2 separate regions of the Mus musculus genome follow, and region 1 is linked to region 2. A link is a contact called in public promoter capture Hi-C data. All regions are on one chromosome and are shown on one strand. The core of a region is the stretch at or near the end of the contact, and the rest is flanking DNA. Distances in the headings are between cores, read along the strand shown.

Region 1 (2,700 bases), core at 47-2,546, 390 kb before region 2:
GTAGCTCAGGGGAAGAGTGCTTAGCTCACAGGCTTCATTCTGCGGCTGTAAGCTGCTCTCAAATGAGATCCAGTAACAAAATGTATGAATATTGGCCCTTACTAGGATACACCAAGGTTAGAAATCGCCTCAGGTCACGTTTAGTGTCAAAATGAGTTATGAAAATACCAAATCCAAGTTATCAAACCTTTGGAAGATTTACACAGTATTCAGGACATAGCAAGGAACCTGAGGAGATCGCTGGGCTCATCTGAACTTGGAGTGGGTAGAGAATAGTCCAGTTTCAAGGTAGAAGTGGACCCCTGGGTTCCCAGCCTCAAGGGCCTTGTGCTCCCTCATCTTGCCTCAGTCTGGGTGGAGCAATCAAGAACAATGCGGAGGGGCCACTCGAAACGCCCAGGCTGGCTATCCAGTGGCAGGAAGAAACTGGCTGTCCTGCCCAGGGTACTACAGCATTCACATTTGGTGGCAACTGCCCTAACGCCCATTCCCAAACTGCTCACAGCGTCAGAGGTCCGTCCACAGGGCATCGAAGCTGACCGGATTACAAGTTCGGGTCTTAGAGGATGGATCAGATAGATCATCATGGAAGTATGACCCCCACCTTCCTTAACAGTTCTTCCAGGGAATTGTTGCTGTACCCAGTTCCACAGCTGAGGGGAGCCTTCTGCTCCCCCAAGCCCTTAGGGGAGCCCCCTGGGCTGACCTCTTGCTACCCAGGGCTTGCAGGTTCTGACTCCTTACCCGTGGGGTGCTGCAGTCTGCCCCAGCGTGCACAGCCCTCTGCCTGGGCCTCCATGGTTTGGATATAAGGTGACAGGGTGCATGCTTACCTAAGCTCAAGGTCAGGTTAACAGAGGTGGGGTACTGCACCCCGAAGGCCATGGATGGGCTCTGCCACCAGGTGCTGTCATCGGGGCTGTGGAAGTCTGTGAGGTAGGAGGCGTCGTGGCGTCGTCCGGGGTCAGCATCGTCGCAGCGCTGGCACTGTAGCCCAGCCCCTGGTGCCCCCACGTGTGGACAGAAGTCCTCCGGGGGCCGTCCGCACGTGTGGGAGGCCTCGGCGCGTCGGCCGAACGCCGCGTTCTCGAACTCAGGCAGACAGCGCTGTGCGCGTCCCACACCGTCGTAGCAAGAGCCCATGTCCGCGCCTGCCGCGAAGTGTGTCTCCTGAATCACCAGCGCCATCGATGCCACCGTTGCCAGGAGGGACAGGACCCTGGATACAGCCATGGTCCTCGCCCCGCTCTGCACTGCTCCGGGATCCACTCTACGCTGCGGTCTGCGCTTAGCCCCTCTGCGCTCCACTGGCCCCTGGAGTCCTCCCCTGCAGGCGGAACCCGACGGCATCTGAGGGCGGGACCCATGCAGGCGACACCCCACCATCCGAGCTCCGTCCCTTCGTGCTCACCCCCACCTGCTGGACGTGCCTGGGAGTGCCTGCTTGTTCTGGCTGGGTCGTGGACTCGGGAACTGTGAACCTGGCTCCACAGTCCTCCCTGCAAAATGGTCTCGGTAGAGACACCAAGTTATTCTGCTAATGCGGCTCTTCTATGGAAGCTCTGCACTTGTGTACCTTCCTGAGCTGAAAGGCAAGACAAGCGCAGGTCTTCACCTGACAGAATGACCTTTGGCAGTTTTCCTCCGTACCTGTCCAGTGTTCTCTGTCAAAAGTGTTGCGCTCCTGGCGTCTCCTCCCAAAGCAGATATTGTCACCTGGGATTTATCAAAAGGCTTCCTCTTATCAACAGAGGCCTCCCCTTCTCTCCACCAAACTAATGTCCTTCCCAAGGCACCTTCTGGCCCTTGTAGACAGTAAAACAAAATGATCCCATGGGAGCGGGACACCGTCAGATTCCCACAGCCACGGTTGGATAGATCCAGTAAGACTCCAACCCTGCATGAAAGTTATGATCAGGGTTAAGGAAGTGGTTCTCTTGGGGTCTGGCATGGGTAGTCAGGGGTACAGGGCAAATTGTGGTAGGGAGCCTTGTGCTAGCCCCCTCTGGGGCCTCCTTCCTTACACTGCTAGCTAGATACAGGATCACAAGGACACCTTGAGAGGAGGACAAAGGCAAGTTTGGGATGAAAATGGACTCCTGTTGCTGTGGACGCGGACCACCAAGGAGGCCCATGTTCTTTGCCTCTGTCTGCAGAGCAGACTCCTGCACCCCTAATATCTCTTAATCAAGGGCTCAGCTTGGGTGAGGTCCTTAGATACTGTCTCAATTCAACCTACAAGGCTTCTATTGATTTCCTTGAGAGACTGAGTAGGCGAGAGACCCACACTGCACAACACAGAAGCCATTAGTCACATGATATCTGGGCCCCTTCTGTATCACCCATGGGGCTGTGGCAGAGCCCACACCTTGTCTCACTAAGACTGCCCCCGAATCTTCTCCTTCTATCTGCCTTTGCAGCCAGGGTCCCTGGAGCTAGCTTCTGTCCTTCTGGACGAATATTCTGGTATACATGAGGTCCCAGAGAAAGAAGGTTTCTCTACATATTTCACTTCTATAGCCTGTGTTGAGATCCCTGTGTGCTAACCATAGCCCTAATGGTGCACGCATGTGCACACGAGCACACACACACACACACACACACACCTCTGCTGCAGTCAGCACCAGCTGTACTGTAGTGACAGTGGCTTCCCTGGGAACAGTGTTCTGTGTGGCAGCCTCTGAGGTCCCTCCAACCTTC
Region 2 (2,700 bases), core at 154-2,653:
GCGCCCTCCCTGGCAAGAGTCCCACTCTACTGCGTGCCTGGTGCTAGAAGTGCCTTAATGACCACGAAATTGGCCCTGCATGGTCCGCCTCTTAACCTGACTGGCCCGCCCGTGACACAAGACAGCCTGACCTCCAGGCCGACCTCTCTCCCAGACCCCTCCCAACACTAGAGGCGGCTCCTCTCGAAGCACCCCAAGAAGTCAGTGCAAAGGCCACTGTTCACACTTCATCTCCAGTCCTCACTTCATCGGGGTGTAAGAGAAAGCAAGGGGCAGCCAAGGTGGCCTGGGGTGAAAGGTGACACCCAGGTGGTACAGGAGCTCTGGAAAGTGCCGAAACCAGCCCTGGGTGTCGAATCCACTTACCTCGGGACTTCATTCCAATGAAGCGGTTCTCCACGATGTCAATGCGACCCACTCCGTGCTTGCCCCTGAAAAGAAACACGTCACTTGGACTCAGGTGCTGGCACAAAGCTTGAGGACAGAGGCCACCCACTGAGCAGGTGCCCTTGGCTTGGCTGAAGACCTAACTATGGGCATACTGACTCTCAGGCTCTATGTCTCAGCTCACCTGAGCCAGGAAAACAGGCCCAAGTGGAGAGAAGTGGGTAACCTAAGGCCCTGAAAGAGAACGGATTGTCTGGGTCACCCTGGGTGCTCCGCCCGCTACATCTATACTGGGACTTGCTTGACCCTAACCCTCACTGAGGATTTATCTTTCTTTGTCCTAATGCCTGGCTCAGCCAAAGGCCTGCAGCCCCAGCTGGTCCCACCATAGAAGGTGGTGGTAGCCTTGGAACTTTTGTGTTCATGGTTTGTGGATTTAAACCAATACCAATGCCAAACCAATACCCTCGGCTCAGGGCACTCTATGTCTACAAGGCCAACTGCCAGACCTCCAGGTCATGAACTTTAGCTGTGACCATTAGTCACACAGGCCCAGGCCTGTGCTTGCTTGAGATGGCGGTCCTGGGGGTCGCAGGCAGACTGTGGACACTCACGCAACTTCGTTCAGGTACATGAAGAGTTCCAGGGATGTGGTGCGGGTTGTGCCATCTTTGATGTTGGTCACCTTCACAGGGACCCCTGGGGCAGAGAGGGAGGAGAGTGGGCCTTCAGTCTGGGGCTCAGCAGAGCAGCCTGTGCCCACCACCCCACCCTCTCCCTCCACCCACATCGCCTTAAATGGATGTGACAGACATGGAGTCCGAATGACTCCTTCAAAGCCCTGTGCTGGGGGGAGAGAAGGGGCAAGAAAGCCCCCCAGAATGAAAGAGGAAAATGCAATAAAAACGCTCGCCCCCTCCCTCCCATTCTCTCTGCCCCTTTAGCATTTAGGGGCTGTGAAATTGGAACCAGGCCCTGAACTAATTGAATTTCACGCTTCGCCATTGTCTTACCAGTGAGCACCTTCTGTCCCCACCAGCTACCCAGGGGCCGCCTGGCCGAGGTGCAGCCAGACCCTATGAGTACGCACAGGCGTGTGTGCAAGCGCGAGCATGTGTGCGCGCGCGCGCGCACACACACACACACACACACACACACACACACACACACACACACCCCTAAGTAGCTCTCTGCCATGCTTGACAGGTGGATGTGGGCCTCTCTGCCCCAACCTTGTATCCCAGACCTTCAGAAAGCCACCTGATGGGTGGTGAGCTTAGGGTACCCAAGCTCCAGCAGATAGCCTTGAATTCTGGGATGTGTTGTCTGGGGTGGCAGGAGGGAGACAGCCGAAGCTCAGCCAGAGAAGGGCCGTGTTGAGGGGGGTGGTGGGGAGGGGGCAGTGGGTGGGTTTGGGGTTGACTTTGAATAGCAAGGGGCACTTTCTCGAGCGGTGTGAAATGGGTAATAAATGTATTAGAGGGCTAACAAGAGAGCCGTAACAGTGACAAAGAAAAGCTGTTCAAAGTTGGCGGCTAATCCCCCACCCATCTGCCTGGCTCATTACCATGTAGCGAGCCATCGGGTGCCAATCAGGGCTCAATAGCGGCTTTGGAGTCTTTATTAGCCGGGCTCCGTTTGGAGGGGCTCCGCTCAGGGCGATGACAGCCTCACCATTCTTAACCCCCATTTCCAGGGGTTTTATAACTTGGTTGTAAATTGCTATTAAATGTAAGTCTGCCCAATAATGAACCTTAAGCCCCCTCTCCACCCCCTACCCCTCGCCTCTCTCTTTCTCTCCTTCCCTGGTCCTATTATCTATCACCCAACGCTGGGGCCTTGGATGGGGCCTGCCTGGGAGGAGAGGTTGACATTGTTGGTGCTGCCGCCGGAGAAAGCCTCTTAGCTTTTAAAATAGTTAATAATTAGATTAAAACTTCAAATAAATTAACTAGCGAGTGAATGAGGAGTAGGCTGGGGAGGGGGCCTCCCTCCCTCTTTTCAGAGAGCTGGCTCTTCTTCAACTCTGCCTGGGGCTACCCTGCGCCTCCAGGACAGGCTGTTGGAGGCTTGTGCCCGGGACCCTCTGCCACCTCCAGCTTACCTCCCACCCTCTGCCCTCCCAGCTCCCAGAGGTTTGAGGGTCTCGTGGGAGAAGTCTGCAGTGTGGCCTGGCCCATCCTACCATCTGCTCAGAGTAAAGCCCCAGGGAGACTCCTTGCTCCCAACAGAGGGTTCGAGAGGGGACCCAAGACTTCTACTGTGTCTAGGGTCCCACCAAGGTCTCCTTAGTTCCTAGGTAATGTGACTTGT

The links. Promoter capture Hi-C pulls out the DNA fragments that hold promoters and counts their contacts.
Region 1: a promoter capture Hi-C map of liver shows a contact between it and region 2, with 2.1 times the contacts expected there. The contact joins the promoter of Lamc3 here to the enhancer-like site in region 2. A contact is called at or near these places in 10 of 39 promoter capture datasets (the C10 cell line, the HPC-7 cell line, embryonic stem cells and 5 more), 4 of 15 datasets of contacts at CTCF or cohesin (embryonic stem cells, large pre-B cells, pro-B cells and 1 more), 11 of 484 Hi-C or Micro-C datasets (the 63-12 cell line, B cells, CD8 T cells and 7 more), 3 of 115 datasets of contacts at active chromatin or transcription factors (embryonic basal ganglia, embryonic hindbrain and embryonic midbrain) and 3 of 9 other capture datasets (embryonic stem cells, embryonic tail and liver).

What each region holds. Positions count from the first base shown.
Region 1 is chr2:31,885,877-31,888,576 of GRCm38.p6, reverse strand. Lamc3 (laminin gamma 3) reads right to left here and starts at 1,296. Exons shown (of 28, transcript NM_011836.4): 1 at 834-1,296. The coding sequence starts at 1,233.
Region 2 is chr2:31,499,219-31,501,918 of GRCm38.p6, reverse strand. Ass1 (argininosuccinate synthetase 1) reads right to left here. Exons shown (of 16, transcript NM_007494.3): 11 at 1,002-1,086; 12 at 367-431. Among named protein-coding and RNA genes, the nearest start is that of Ass1, 30 kb to the right of the region's middle. Within about 2 kb of position 1,403, at least 21 of the 459 cell types and tissues checked have an H3K27ac peak or open chromatin away from gene starts, as enhancers often do. A contact at or near this core is called in embryonic basal ganglia, embryonic tail and liver, where this site is marked.